Linked DNA regions of Sus scrofa: region 2 is linked to region 1. The links are chromatin contacts, called in public Hi-C maps. All regions are on one chromosome and are shown on one strand. Each heading gives the region's core, a stretch centred on a gene start, on an enhancer-like site or on the middle of the called end of the contact. The rest is flanking DNA. Distances are from core to core; before and after follow the strand shown. Region 1 holds the start of CBLN3 (cerebellin 3 precursor). Region 2 holds the start of TINF2 (TERF1-interacting nuclear factor 2).

Region 1 (7,705 bases), core at 1,945-4,444:
TTGTGGAAGTCTATTAAAATGGTTTCTTTGGAGTTCCCATCGTGGCTCAGTGGTTAACGAATCCGACTAGGAACCATGAGGTTGCAGGTTCGATCCGTGGCCTTGCTCAGTGGGTTAAGGATCCGGCGTTGGTGTAGGTTGCAGATGTGGCTCGGTTCCTGTGTTGCTGTGGCTCTGGTGTAGGCAAACGGCTACAGCTCCGATTCGACCCCTAGCCTGGGAACCTCCATATGCCGCAGGAGTGGCCCAAGAAATGCCTTCTCAGCTCTACCCCTTACATTCAAAAAATATCTTTGATTTTTGTCTTCAATAGTATGTTCCAAGCCTAGAGTTATTTATGATGAGCTATTCTCCAAGGGACCGTGAGTCCTTTTAAAGGTGAATAATAGTTGAGGCAAAGATCCAGGTGCTAAGAATGCATATTAGATTTTTCCTGATGTTGTTCCTACACTACTTTAGTGACAAAATTTGAAAAAGTTATTTCTTTTGGAAACCACAAACTCACATTGGTATTTCCTCTTTAACTCAAGTACTACCAAATCCTTTTTTTTAAATTTGACTCTAACATATGAATTTACATTTATTTTCTCTACAACATATACCTGCTGGTCTCTTGTAACCCCTGAACCCAATTGTGATGGCATCTTCTCTCTCTAGTGATCCTATAGGGTCTCATTGACCATCATTCTCTAATTACTTTATTGATAGATTCATCCATGCTGGGCCAATGGGACAGAGAGGTGACACAAGTTTTTTAATACTGGCAGGAGAGTGGCTGAAGGGATGAATCATGGCATCCAAGGTAATAGGAAGTTTAGGAAGGAGACTAAGACGGCACAAATTAAGAGAAAGAGGAGACGTTGCAGGTCAGTGTAGAACAGCTACAGTGAAGGTCACTGAGAGAGCTGGGAGGAAGGAGGTGATGGGGAGAGCATGGAGTGATGAAAGTTCCGACTACATAGATGGAGCAGTTCTAGGAGGCGGCCACAGGCATTGATGTGTTCCATGGCCTGGAGATCTATACTTGCCCACATGTGACCTGCCTCCACCTCCAGCTGCCAAAGGAAGCTCTGTTTACCTGCTCTCTGCCAAAGCAAACATATATCCATGTCTTGGATGGGGAGGTGAGGGGCAGAGTCCACCTGGGATCTGGCACAGATAAATGCCTGGGGTTCACTATCTGCTGGTGGCTCCAATGTACACAAAAAAATGTGTACCATGTTCAGGCTGAGGGCACGCCCCCTTCCTGCCTTACCAGCTACAGGCTCTGGGCTGCTCTGTGGCCCTTACCATGCATCTGCTGGTGGCTAAGCCTCTGGCCCTAGTCCTCGCAGTGCTGGCTCAGCTTCTGAGTATGATTTGTGATGCTGGCACTCCTCACAGGAAGGAGCCTGCCGGATATGCTGAAGCTGGTCCATCTGGTCCCCTGTAGGGGCCTGTCAGGCTCACCTGTACCACCTGTTCCCAAATAGCACTGAGCGGGAAGCTGGGTTGGGGGTGGAGGACAGGAAGCAGAGACTGCAAAGTAGTCTACGCCTCCCTCCCTGGAAAATCTTGCTCTGATTCTAGGGCTGCAGGCAGAAATCAAGGCAGTGGGAGGCTGGGAGGCAACTGTGGGGGTGGGGTAAGAGGGACAGGTCCCAAGACACTGCAGCTCTACTCCTCACCTTGGATGTTTGGCACAGGGTCCCATGCAAGGCAGTGGAATAAAGGCAGCCAGAGGGAGTCTTTCTCCTGCCCTAAAGAGACTGCTTCTGGGGCAGGAAAGGGTAGAGGGCAGAGGTCAGGGGCTAGATTTCTGTCTTTGAAAAGCTTCAGCCCTCAGAGTGGGAAAATGAGGAAGCCAGAGAAGCTCGAATATTTCCAGCCACCGAGTAGGTTCCCTCGACGCAGGCGCAGAGACACCCGGTCCCCAGGATCCAGGGGCAGTAGCACAGAACTGGTGGCTGCCTCCCGGGTCACGTCTGGGTCATTGGCAAAGGCCGAGACGACAGGCCATGTGTTCAGCATCAGGCTTACCTGCAGAGGGAAGCCCAGTTAGCACCTGTCCCTGCCCCTCGCCCCAGGACCCCACTCTCTTGAGGGCTTTCTCCCTTCTCTCCAGCCCCAGAGGGACACGCTAATACCTGGGAACCTGGACAGTGCACCCACCTGGGAGGGCTGCGGGGTGGCCCATGTTGGACTCTGGACCTCTATCACACGCTCTGTTAGGTAGGTCCGTTCCCCCCTTGCTCTTGGCCTCCCAGGACACAGGTCAATGGAGGTCTGCCTGGGGGTCAGCTGGGCTCCACTTATTTCCCCTCCTCTTACCCTGACCCCCCCGCCCTCCGCCCCAGGAGTTGGAGATAGGACAGGGCCTAGTATTCAGGTCACCTGGACAGTTTGGCGGTTGTACACCTTCACCACATGGAACCGGAAGCTGTAGACACCTCGGACAGGGGCCACGAAGGAGCCTGAGGCTCGGTCAAAGCCACCGCCCTCGTTCACCAGGACCTGTGGGAAGCAGACCCTGCTGAGTAGGGCTCAGGGATGCCTGGGGCTCAGGGAAACCACGGGGTTGGGGAAAGGGGCAGCGAGTAAGGAAAGGAAGGGGTGACAAGCAGACAGGACAGGAGGAATGCCTGGGTTCAAAAGAAATGGTGAGAAAGGTCAAGGAGGGTATGGGGGGAGTGAAGGGAAGGGAGAAGGGCAGCAGGCTTGGGGGCAACCAGCCACAGCAGGGGCTGTTTCCTTAGCAGCAGAGCGGGCTTGGACAGTGCTTCCAGGTCTTTGCAGGGGAGGGGGATTACCTGGTCGAAGTAGATGGCTCCACCCGTGCCGTTGCTGATTTCCCCTGCTGGCTCATGGTGGTGGCTTCGGACTGCAGCAAATGCCACTCTTCCAGGGGGTGCTTCTCCCAGGGCTGCTCCCCCGGGACCCCCTGCAGCAGCTCGGCCCGGCTCACAGACCACCAGGCACTCGCCTTCCAGGAGGACTGGCTCTGTCCCCTCTTGGGCCCACCCGGCCCTGAGAACCAGAAGAGTCAGGGCCAAGGGCAGCCCAGGGCTGAGTGGAGGACCTGGTGGCCAGTGTTGCTTTGCTCCCAGCATGGCTGAGTGGCTCTGTGACCCCCAAGCCTCCTCTTTCTGCTCCTTGGTTTTGCCCTCCTCTGCCACAGACTCTCAGCACCCCTCACCCTGCTTCTCAGTCTTCTCTCTGGGACTCATGGTCACCTGGTCTTGGCATCTCCATCCCTCTCGTGCCCCACAACTCTGTCCTGCCTCTCCTGCTGTCACTGCAGGTCCCTCCTCCTTGGCAGGGCACAAAATGACAGCAGTTGGGCTCTGGGAGGGAGAGGAGAAATGAGGCAGCCAGATGGGAGGGCTTCAGCCAGATCCCCAGGGCAGCCCCCTCAAGAGCACTGAAGGCTGGAACTGGGGCGACAAAGAACACGGGTGACTGTGTGAGATTCTGAGTGTGTGTTTGTGCATATGTGTGAGACCAATTCTACAGCCCCTTCCTCCTGCTCACTCCTCCCCTCTTTAAAATCCTTCACAAATCAACAGCCCGCTTAGCAGCATTTTTTCCACTGTTGGAAAAGGGAGTATCCTAGTGTTTTCCCCACAACTGTTTTGGTGGAAAGTGCGCAGGCGAACAGGGGCACTATTCCGTGACCCTGGGCCAGTCTCTTCCTTTCCTTGGTCTTCTATATCTTCATCCGAAGGGACGAGGCCCCCTTCACTTCCATCTCTCCAAGAGTGGTTCCTCATTCCTGAGAAACAACTGCGCGGAGCGGCTGAAAACCCAGAGGAACGGGAGACCTTGACCCCCCAGGGAGTCTAGGAGTTGGAGCGGGAGGGTGGGCGGGCCCGGGACGGGACGGGGCGGGGCGGGTAGGCCGGGGGCGGGGCCAGGCCCGGGGGCGAGGAGCAGCCTGCGGCTGGTCCCAGCGGGTGCGCGCTGGGGCTCAGGGCTGGCCTAGCCCCTGGGAGGGGCCGAGCTGGCTCCGCCCCGGGCCAGGAAGTGACTCAAAAAACTGTTCGTGATGTGGGGAAGAGAGGTCCCCGTTGGGTGAGGAATCGGAAAGGCCCGCCCAGATTTGGGCCCCCAGCTCTTCTTCCCTGGGCCGGGGGCGCAGGCGAAGCTGGGGCCAGCGGGCACCGAGCGGCGCCGGCGGGACTGAGGCCGCAGAGGGCGGCGAGGCGGGTAGGCGCGCTCTCCCCCGCGCCCGGACCGCGGGAGCCAGAGGCCGCAGTGCAGAGCGCAGTCGGGGGGCGGCAGCCGCCAGCGGCTGCGGGGGCGGGGCCCAACCCGGCCCCTGGGCCCCGCGTGGGGAGTGTGGCGAGACCGATGGGTGCAGCGGACCAGGCGGCGGAGGGAGGGCGAAGGGTGGGAGTGGCCAGAACCTTGGAAATGGCTGACAAGGGACCCCAGAGGACAGCCCAGTTTAAGCCCTGGTGAGGATTCGTCTTTAAGAGGCCGTCTTGGACCGGGAGATCGCAGAGACCCCGAGGAGAGGGGCTCTTTCGTCACCCGTCCCACTCCTGCCCTCCAGATCCAGCGGGATTCCCCCCACCCTGCTCCCGGCTGTGGTTATCATTTTCCAGAGGCCACACACCCCTCCCAGAGAGACAGCCTTGTTTATCCATGACTTCGTCTTCGGGAGGAAGGCCCTTGCGTCCAGATAATCTGACATCCCCTTCCTACCCTCCAGGTGGACTGAAATGCTGGCTGCCGCCTGGGTTGTTTACCAGTTTGGTAACTGGCTGAGGACCTGTTGATAGCTGGTGTAGGCCAGGAAACAAAGATTTGGGTTGAAGGGACATCCTGGCTCTGAGCTGCTTTCCCTCTTTACAGGGCTGGGCGGCCAAGCAGCCATGCCTACCTGGGGGGCTGGCTCCTCGTCCCCTGACCGCTTTGCCGTGTCTGCGGAGGCCGAGGACAAGGTGCGGGAGCAACAGCCCCATGTGGAACGCATCTTCAGGGTGGGGATGAGCGTCCTCCCCAAGGACTGTCCCGAGAACCCTCACATCTGGCTGCAGCTGGAGGGCCCCAAGGAGAACGCCAGCAGAGCCAAGGTGAACACCTCTCCCTGACCCTCCCCCCCCAGGCCTCCCCCCGGGGGGAGGGGGGAACCAGGACTCCCTCTCCCCCTTGCCCCCCAGTGAGGGCAGAAGAGAGGAGGGGCTGGGAAGGATCTCCACTCCTTGTTTGTCTCACTGGCCCTGAGCTCTGAGGGACTTCCGGACTCTATTTGTCTGGAGTTTTGGTTTCATTTCTGCTCTTACTACAAAGGTTCTGCTAGGGCTCGGGGATAAGTAATTCAGTTCGCATCAGTTTGTTCTCTTCGAAAGTTAGAGATAATCTGGTTGGGCCAGCAGGCCCCACCAAGGAATTCACTGTGGGGTGGAGGCCACATTTCTTCTGTTGGAATTAGTCCGGGCTTCCTGTAAGGCGCCAACACCAAATACCATCCTTGTGGTCCTAGTTTCAGTTTCTTTATCTATAAAATGTGAATAATAATAGTAACCACCTCACTGGATTTATTGTGAATGAGATGAAGCATGTAAAGCATCAGTTCAGTAAAAGTTAGCAATGATGGTCATTATGATGGAAATGTACAACACACATATACACACACATAAATGTTTGGAAGAGACAGCCTTTTTTTTTTTTTTTTTTTTTTTTTACCAATTAATTATAACAGTATCTTAAGTTGAATCAAGTTCTAAATGGAATTTCAGCCCTAGGCTGTCAACTGGAGCTCAGGGGAGAGCAATGGGCCATTGAGCCACTTAGGATTCCAGCAGTCTCCTTCTTTCTCTCCTTCCCCCAGGAGTACTTGAAGGGTCTCTGCAACCCGGAGCTGCAGAATGAAATCCACTACCCACCCAAACTGCACTGCATCTTCCTAGGAGCCCAGGGCTTCTTCCTTGATTGCCTGGCCTGGAGCACATCAGCCCATCTGGTGCCTGGGGCACCCGGTTCTCTGATGGTCAGTGGCCTGACTGAGGCCTTCGTCATGGTCCAGAGCCGAGTGGAGGAGCTGGTGGAGCGGTTGAGCTGGGAGTTTCTGCCAGGGCCGTCCCCTGGAGCTTCTCAGTGTGCTGGAGTTCTGAGAGACTTCTCTGCCCTGCTGCAGTCCCGGGTGGATGCCTACACAGAGGCCCTGCTGCAGCTGCCCCTGGCCATCCAGGAGGAACTGCTGAGCCTGGTGCAGGAGGCCTCCAGGGGGCAGGGGCCCCAAGCATTCCCATCCTGGGAGCAGGGCAGCCCAGGATTGCACCAGGAAGTCAGGACTCCCCTGAGTGAAGGCAGGGAGTCCCTGGACACAGGCCCAACAGGGTGGCGAGAGTCAAGGGACGAGAGACATGCTCTGGAGAAGGAGAGAGAAAAGCAGGGTGCTCCCAGGGAGACGGACTTGGGGTGGAAGGAGCTTCCCAGGGAAGAGACCTGGGAGAGACAAGGGGCCTTTGGGTCACAGATAGGAGGAGGAGAGGCAGGGCAGGCAGCGCCCCTGAAGGGGAAGGCCCTGGGGAAGGAGGGGGTACCTCAGGAAAAGGGAAGGTTCTGGGTCCAGGGTGAGCCTCCTGGTGCCCAGGGCCCCTGTCAGAAGGCAGCTCAGCCCAGGGGAGCCTCCCTCCTCCAGCGGCTCCATAATGGGAAAGCCTCACCGCCCAGAGTGCCCAGCCCCCCACCTGCGCCTGAACCCCCGTGGCACTGTGGAGACCGAGGGGACAGGGCAGACAAGCAGCAGGTTGTGGCTCGAGGTCGGGGGTCTCCATGGAAACGAGGCACCCGGGGGGGCAACTTGGTGACCGGCACGCAGCGTTTCCAGGAGGCCCTCCAGGACCCCTTCACCCTGTGCCTTGCCAACGTGCCGGGCCAACCAGACCTCCGCCATATTGTCATCGACGGCAGCAACGTGGCCATGGTGTGAGTACCTGGTGGGGCTGAGAGTCCTGGGGAAGGGGATGGGATGGTGAAACGAGCAGTTTTGTTCACCTTGGGGATATGCGCTGAGCAGGGGGTGCAATCCAGCCAGATTGCCGTGCCCCCACTCTGGGGCCCCAGAGTGCTGACCTCTTCCCACTGCAGGCATGGCCTCCAGCACTACTTCTCCAGCCGGGGCATTGCCATTGCTGTGCAGTACTTCTGGGACCGAGGCCACCGAGACATCACCGTCTTTGTGCCTCAGTGGCGCTTCAGTAAGGACTCCAAGGTCAGAGGTGAGTTGGGCCTGGTCTTTTGTGTCCGGGGATGGGTCCCGCTTCCACCTTGAAGATAACCCCATTATGCGCCTCTCTTTCTTTAGAGGGTCATTTCCTGCACAAGCTGTATTCCCTCAGCCTGCTCTCCCTCACTCCCTCCCGGGTCTTGGATGGCAAGAGGATCTCCTCCTATGACGACAGGTACTCGCTTCTCTCTTGGCCACAGGCTCCAGATCCAAGGAGCCCAATGGGAGACTGAATGAGAGACAACAGAGGCTCCTGACCCTTCACACTGTCCATAGACCTGAGTCGTGGGAAAAGGGCCAGCCTCTGTGACTGTAGGCAGGATGAGCTGGCCAGTGGACAACTGTATTTGCCCATGCACCCTTCATTTTTTACTCATCAAACTAAACAGTGCCTCGTATTTATATAGGGCCTTACCATTTAGAAAATACTGGTTTAGGAATTCCCGTCATGGCTCAGTGGTTAACGAATCTGACTAGGAACCATGAGGT
Region 2 (7,705 bases), core at 1,703-4,202, 190 kb before region 1:
AAAGTGATTTTTTAACTATGTAGTCAGTCCAAGCCTAGGCTTCCACTTTATTCCCCCAAACTGCATGCAGAACTGAGGAGGAAGGAACTGGCTGAGTGCCGCGAGCACGCCAGTCCTATCGTAGGAGTCTAGAACTGTCTATATGGTCAGGGAAAGGGACAGACTCAGCACTGGGGTCAGAAGGGGGGAGGTATTCACAGAAGGTGGGGATCAGGGTGTCAAACTTTGTCTTCTGATAGTTTTCCAGAGATTCCTGCAGAGAAGGGAGCAGGGACATCCTATCATCACTGAGACATGCCCTGAGCCCCTGTCCTCCAGACCATGTGGCTTTCTGCTTGGTTCTGCCACTAAGCGCCCCTGCCTCCCCCAGCTTTCCATTGCTTCCTACTCACCTTTCCTTCTCTCGGGCCATTTTCCTCCTCCTCCTCCTCCGAGTCCAAAACCAGGTCCCCTATGGTAATGTCAGAGCTGCACAGAGACGGAGGACACGCTGCAGGGAGGAAACCAGAGTCCAAGTACTCTTCTCGGTGAACATCGACCCTCGAGTCTCCAAGAGAAGGGGCTGTCTGACCCGGTCCTGACTCAGGATGACCTACCTGGCTTCCTGGCCCTCGGAGGTGATAATGACAGTCTCAGGGGGCCCATGGGGCAATCCAAGCAGTTCCTGAGGCGAGAGCAAACAAAGACAGGGTGAAGGGAAAGCAGGCAGGGAATGTGCCACTAGGAGGGAGAAACAACTGGTCTACTCACTCCTTTTGCTCTGAGGCAGACAGGTCAATTGGGTTCTCCTTCAGAGCCCTTCCCCCCAGGGTCTTGGATGGACTCCTAGACTTGCCAGCAGAGGCCGCTCTGGTGCCCACTGCACCTGCTGGATCTGCCATGTGTGTCCCATGTTCTTCCCTGTTTTCAGGCTTAGATATGACTTGTGTTGGTGAACCCAGATTCCTAAAGGGGAACAGCATAACTGTGGGGCGCTCCTTATGGCCTCCGCTAGTGGATGCCCACCGAGACTGGATTCTTCGCCGGCCTAGAGGGGCCAGATTGAAGTGGTGGCCAGCCAGAGGTTCTGGGTGCTTCCTTGAGATTGGTCCCTGTGGAAGGTGTGGGCCAGGCTGGGCTTTTGGCAGAGGGTTGTCGAGTGCTGGTCTTGGCTGCTGAGGAGGACTCTGCCCCATGGGCTCTGAGGTGGTCGCTGAGTCAGTAGCAGAGCACTCTGAAAAAGCAAGCAGAGCTGCTTAAAAAGGCAACCTACTGGAGTTCCCCTCCTGGCTCAGTGGTTAAGGAATCCGACTAGGAACCATGAGATTGCAGGTTCGATCCCTGGCCTCGCTCAATGGGATGAGCGTAGCCTTGACCTGTGCTGTAGGTTGCAGGTGCGGCTCGGATCCCGTGTTGCTGTGGCTCTGGCGTAGGCTGGTGGCTATATTTCTGATTAGACCCTAGCCTGGGAATCTCCATATGCCGCGGAAGCAGCCCTAGAAAAGGCAAAAAAGACAAAAAAAAAAAAAAAAAAGTCTCAGGCTAGACATTCCACCCCCAAATTCTTAGTTTTCAGAGATGGTCCTGGTACCTGGAGGTGGCCACCCCATGTCCACAACATACTGGCTCAGGACAAAAGAAGTGACAGAAGCTCCAGGCTGCATCCAATTCAGCACATCCTGAAGCTGTGGGCAAGGAGAAGAGAGGCATAAAGACCACAGTCCTTGACACAACCACCCACATTCTACCCTTAATGTGTTTTGTTCCCAGAAACCTGCTGTGCCTGCAGTGTAGGCAGTGCTTTTTCCAGCTGACACAAGTATTCAAAAAACAGCTTTTCCATGGCAGCCAGGAAAGTTTCCCCATACTCTTGCTCAAGTCCCTGCAGGAAGGAAAGAAGCAGGTCAGAAAAGGACTAAAGAAAAAGCTACACCATAGCTTCCAAAGCTGCCAGTCCCACCTGTAGGTTCGAAGCCAAATCAACAGAATCCTTTGCTAGTTGCTTCACCTGCTGGCAAAAGGTTTCCTGGGCCTCTGAGATTTTCCTCAGATCCTGCTTTGTCTGTTGGGAGTAAGGAAAGCAAACAAGTTAGGGACATCAGGACCAGTGACAGGAAGGAGGAGCAACTGTGCTGCCCTAAGTGTTAACTGGGGGTAGGGCTTCTTCCAGGGACGACTCACGGCTTTGGGGTCCCGCACCACAGGTCCAGACTCTGGGAAGTGGTGATTCAGGGCATTCAGAACCTGGGCCCAAGGCCGGCCCTGCAGGATCAGCTCCACCACCAGCTGTGAAGAATACTGAGCTCAGAATCCCCACGTCGGGGCAAGCTACCCTTTTCCAACCAGTCCCACTCCAGAGCGGTCGGTCCAGCAGAGGACCTCGTATCCCTCCCCTTTCCCCTCAACCAGGTCCTACTGACTCCAATACCTTGGCCTTTAGGCCCATACACAGGCGTTCATGGTGCCGGTAGCGAACCAAGCCAGGGGCAGCAGCGCGCAGGGATCGCAGAAACTCCAATACTCGCGGAAAATGCTCCACGCGCCGTCCGCGCACAACTTGCCAGCTGGCTGCGGCTGCGAAGCGCAGGGCTGCGGGACCAGCCTCCGGGGGCGCGGCCATGGCCGGCGGGCTCCACCCCAGGGGCCGTCCCTTTTGGTTCCTACCTCCAAGGCGAGGCTTCGCGACTCCTCCTAGGGGTGGGGCTTCCGGTGGCCCTCCGACTCCGCTATTTTGGTCTGCGCCGCATAGTTCGCGATCTGAGTCCACACCCTCCCGTGGGTCACTAGAATTCTAGGGTTTTTTTCCCCAACTCTGGATGCAGCCCGAATGGAGAAGCTGGCCAGCTACACTGGCACCAGGTTGCTGTGTCTTAGACGCCGCCGCAGTCTCTAACCGGACGGCTACCTCGCTTCGGCTCTGCCACCAGTTTCCCTACCCCGGAAAAGGGTGGCAGTGGAGAACCAATGGGCCTTCAGGCAGAGGAGACGTGACGTCGCGTCATAAGGCCACGCCCCCGCAGATCCGGCTGCGCCGCTGCCGGCTCCCGCCCACTGTGACCTGCTCTGCTGACGGCCGGTGGGTGGTGGCGAGTGCAGTTTTGGGTCCCGCCCCTGGCCTCGGTGTTTTTTTGCGGAGCATATAGAGAAGTCACGTCTTTCTTTGAGGTCTAGCTTTTTGGTCTTTGAAGGAGGTCTATGCCACTTCCTTTCTCCATTGTCTTCACCTCTCAAATACGATTCCTTAAATCCCGGCACCCAAACCAGCGCCTGCAAAGCCTTTCCCGGCGGCGCGCCGCTGCCATTAAGAATTCAACTGTTCTTCCTTTCACAGAACAGAAGAGGGCGCCCGCCTTTAAAAAATAAAATACAGGGAGTTCCTGGTGTGGTTCAGCGGGTTACGGACCTGACTAGTATGCTTGAGGATGCAGGTTCGATCCTTGACCCTGCTTAGTGGGTTGAGGGTCAGTTGCCTTGAGCTTTGCTGTAGGTTGCAGACGCGCCTCAGATCTAGCGTTGCTGTGGGTGTGGTGGAGGCCAGCAGCGGTAGCTCCCATTCGACCCCTAGCCTGAGAACTTCCATATGCCACGGGTGTGGCCCTAAAAAAGCAAAGGAAATCCAACCAAACAAACAAAAACAAACCCGAAAACAAAGTTTAAAAAGATACATCAGGAGTTCCCGTCGTGGCGCAGTGGTTAACGAATCCGACTAGGAACCATGAGGTTGTGGGTTCGGTCCCTGCCCTTGCTCAGTGGGTTGACGATCCGGCGTTGCCGTGAGCTGTGGTGTAGATCGCAGACGCGGCTCGGATCCCGCGTTGCTGTGGCTCTGGCGTAGGCCGGTGGCTACAGCTCCGATTCGACCCCTAGCCTGGGAACCTCCATATGCCCCGGGAGCGGCCCAAGAAATAGCAACAACAACAACAAAAAAAAAGACAAAAGACAAAAAAAAAAAAAAAGATACATCAGATTGTTACCCTGTTTTTCTCTAGATGGTGAGACTAGGTAATATTCTATGTTTTCTATGTTTGCTATCTTTTCTTTTTTAATCATGAAGTGCTAAAGTAAATAATAAAAATAGATTTTCTTTTTCAAATTGCTTCCGCGCACTTGCTACAGTCAGTCCCCTAATGTAAATGACTGTTTTACTTGTCTTTCTCCTTGTCACAGTTTCTGGTGCCTCTCATTTCCATTGCCAGGAACAGAACCTCTGCACACAATGTACATTTTCTGTTGATTGAATTAATTACCTTCTCTGACTGCCTTACAGGGGTTTAGTGAAATTACCCTTTCTTTGGGGCATCTCCTTTCCTAGATATAATGGCTCCCCACCGTCTCCACTTAAGATCAGTCTTCTGAGGTGCCCCACATATTCAGCTGCCCAGGGGGCATCTAGTTGGAGGTCCCGAAGTACCCAGATCAGACATGTATGAAATTCTAGTTATATTTCACTTTTGAGACATAATTTTGATATATACAGAAGTCTAGGTTGGTGGGCTTTTTTCCTTCAGCACTTTAAATTTACTGCACTCCACACAACTTATACAACTCAACAGCAAAAAAGCCAACAACCCAATGGAAAAATGGGCAAAAGACCGGAATAGATATTTCTCCAAGGAAGATATACAGATGGCCAACAAGCACTTGAAACAATGCTCAACATCACTGATTATTAGAGAAATGCAAATCAAAACTACCCTGAGATACCACCTCACTCCAGTCAGAATGGCCATCATTAGTAAGTCCACAAATAAATGCTGGAGGGGGTGTGGAGAAAAGAGAACCCTCCTGCACTGTTGGTGGGAATGTAAACTGGTACAACCACTATGGAGAACAGTATGGAGGTATCTTAGAAAACTATGCATAGAACTCCCGTATGACCCAGCAGTCCCACTCTTGGGCATATATCTGGACAAAACTTTCCTTAAAAAAGACACATACAGGAGTTCCCGTCGTGGCGCAGTGGTTAACGAATCCGACTAGGAACCATGAGGTTGCGGGTTCGATCCCTGCCCTTGTTCAGTGGGTTAACGATCCGGCGTTGCCGTGAGCTGTGGTGTAGGTTGCAGACGCGGCTCGGATCCCGCGTTGCTGTGGCTCTGGCGTAGGCTGGTGGCTACAGCTCCGATTCAACCCCTAGCCTGGGAACCTACATATGCCGCGGGAGCGGCCCAAGAAATAGCAACAACAAAAGACAAAAGACAAAAAAAAAAAAAAGACACATACACCCACATGTTCATTGCAGCACTATTCACAATAGCCAAGACATGGAAACAACCCAAATGTCCATTGACAGATGATTGGATTCAGAAGAGGTGGTATATATACACAATGGAATACTACTCAGCCATAAAAAAGAACAACATAATGCCATTTACAGCAACATGGATGGAACTAGAGACTCTCATCCTGAGTGAAATAAGTCAGAAAGAGAAAGACAAATACCATATGATACCACTTATATCAGGAATCTAATATACGGCACAAATGAATGTTTCCACAGAAAAGAAAATCATGGTCTTGGAGAATAGACTGGTAGTTGCCAAGGGGGAGGGGAAGGGAGTGGGATGGACTGGGAGCTTGGGGTTAACAGATGCAGATTATTGCCTTTGGAATGGATTAGCAACGAGATCCTGCTGTGTAGCACTGGGAACTATGGTCACTTATGATGGAGCAGGATAATGTGAAAAAAAAGAATGTATACATGTATGTGTAACTGGGTCACCATGCTGTACAGTAGGAAAAAAAAAAGGTAAAAAAAGATAAATTTACTGCACTCTCTTCTTGCATAGTTTCTTTTTCTTTTTCTTTTCTTTTTTTTTTTTTGCCTTTTTTGCCATTTCTTGGGCTGCTCCTGCGGCATATGGAGGTTCCCAGGCTAGGGGTCCAATCGGAGCTATAGCCACCAGCCTACACCGCAGCTCACAGCAACGCCGGATCCTTAACCCACTGAGCAAGGCCAGGGCTTGAACCTGCAACCTCATGGTTCTTAGTCAGATTCGTTAACCACTGAGCCACTATGGGAACTCTGAGAGGTCCAATGTAATTCTTATCCTTGCTCCTCTACAGGTAAGATGTCCCTCCTGCCACCTTTGTTCTTTGTTCAGGATTTTCTCTTAGTTTTGTATTTTCTGTTCATCCTTCTTATTGTGAGGACAAGAGAGAATGGTCTAAGCTCCTTACATGCCAGACCAAAAACTAGAAGTCAACTTCCATTTTATTTTGTTTTATTTGTCTTTTTTTTTTTTTTTTCCTTTTCTGGGGCTGCTCCTGCAGCATATGGAGATTCCCAGGCTAGGGGTCTAATTGGAGCTGTAGCCGCTGGCCTACACCAAAGCAACAGCAACGAAGGATCTGAGCTGTGTCTGCAACCTACACCACAGCTCACAGCAACGCCGGATCCTTAACCCACTGAGCAAGGTCAGGGATGGAACCTGCAACCTCATGTTCCTAGTTGGATTCGTTAGCCACTGAGCCACGACAGGAACTCTTCAACTTCCATTTTAAATCTTGTTCTTTCTCCTGGGCTTTGTATTTTTCTGCTTGGCATCTTTCTTTGACCATGGTCAGAAACCCAGACCACTGTCCTTAACTCTCTCCTCCCTCCTCTCCAAATTTAATCTCTCACCAACTCTAGTCAATTCTACCTCCTGAAGAATCTTCAGACCTATTGCTCTCCCCCGCCCCTTTTTTCATTCTGTTGTTATCCTCTTTCAGGCTGTCTCTCACATTGAGAAGACTTTGTAGTCTCCTGACCCCCAGCCCAAATCCTAATTTCTTTTCCATTTTTCTTTGGCCACGCCTGCAGCAGAAGTTCTCAGGGCCAGGGATAGAACCCATGCCACAGCAGCGACACAAGCCGCAGCAGTGACAACTCCAGCTCCTTCAACCAATGAGCCACACAGGAACTCCACCCATGTTGCTTTCATCATAAATCTTGGGAGGGAGTTCCGGTCGTGTCGCAGCAGAAACGAATCTGACTAGGAACCATGAGGTTTCGGGTTTGATCCCTGGTCTCCCCCAGTGGGTTAAGGATCCAGCGTTGCTGTGAGCTGTGGTGTAGGTCACAGACGCGGCTCTGATCTGGCATTGCTATGGCTCCAGCATAGGCTGGTGGCCACAGCTCTGATTGGACCCCTAGCCTGGGAACTTCCACATGCCATGGGTGCAGCCCTAGAAAAGACAAAAGACAAATCAATCAATCAATGTTGGGAAATGCAAAACTGATCATATCATCCCTTTCCACCCATTCAGTGTCCTCTTAGAAAACCAACAACAGAGGTTGATACTTGAGCTCTCAGGATTCTACATCCAGGTCCAGACTTTGCTCCTTGGCCTAAGGGGATGCAGAAGCTTCCAGCATTAGCCCCAGGCTTTGCCAAATCAAACCCACCCACATGGGATTCATGCACCCTTGTATCCAGCCCAATTCCCCAAGGCTAGGATGGTCCCCTTCCCTTCTGTTGGGCTTCAGTTGATGCTATCATAGTCCACACTAATGTCTCCAACTTTAAATCTTGGGGCAAGAAGGCATTCATAATATTGATCCTTTATATTCAGGAAAACTTTGGATACTGATATAAAGACTCCATCCCCACCCTAGTGGTCAACTTTGTAAATCAGGTGTCCCAGGAGAACCAAAACTGGTGACCAAGACTCAGAGATGATGACTGTCTCATCACTGTCCAGGGATATCTCCTAAGAGGGCAACTCCAGTGGATTTCTTAAA

The links. A called contact is a pair of places that touch in the nucleus more often than the background predicts.
Region 2: a Hi-C map of epiblast stem cells shows a contact between it and region 1, with 1.6 times the contacts expected there. The contact joins the promoter of TINF2 here to the promoter of CBLN3 in region 1. A contact is called at or near these places in 2 of 5 promoter capture datasets (fetal liver and liver), 15 of 47 Hi-C or Micro-C datasets (alveolar macrophages, blood, embryonic fibroblasts and 8 more) and 1 of 2 datasets of contacts at active chromatin or transcription factors (alveolar macrophages).

Annotation. Positions count from the first base shown.
Region 1 is chr7:74,861,420-74,869,124 of Sscrofa11.1, reverse strand. It overlaps CBLN3 (cerebellin 3 precursor), which reads right to left and starts at 3,194. Exons shown (of 3, transcript NM_001112680.1): 1 at 2,790-3,194; 2 at 2,374-2,493; 3 at 682-2,019. The coding sequence starts at 3,089. The coding sequence ends at 1,822. KHNYN (protein KHNYN) reads left to right here. Exons shown (of 8, transcript XM_021099195.1): 2 at 4,837-5,057; 3 at 5,816-6,915; 4 at 7,078-7,208; 5 at 7,295-7,391.
Region 2 is chr7:75,052,038-75,059,742 of Sscrofa11.1, reverse strand. TINF2 (TERF1-interacting nuclear factor 2) reads right to left here and starts at 2,952. Exons shown (of 8, transcript XR_002345917.1): 1 at 2,408-2,952; 2 at 2,161-2,265; 3 at 1,940-2,041; 4 at 751-1,861; 5 at 597-664; 6 at 393-490.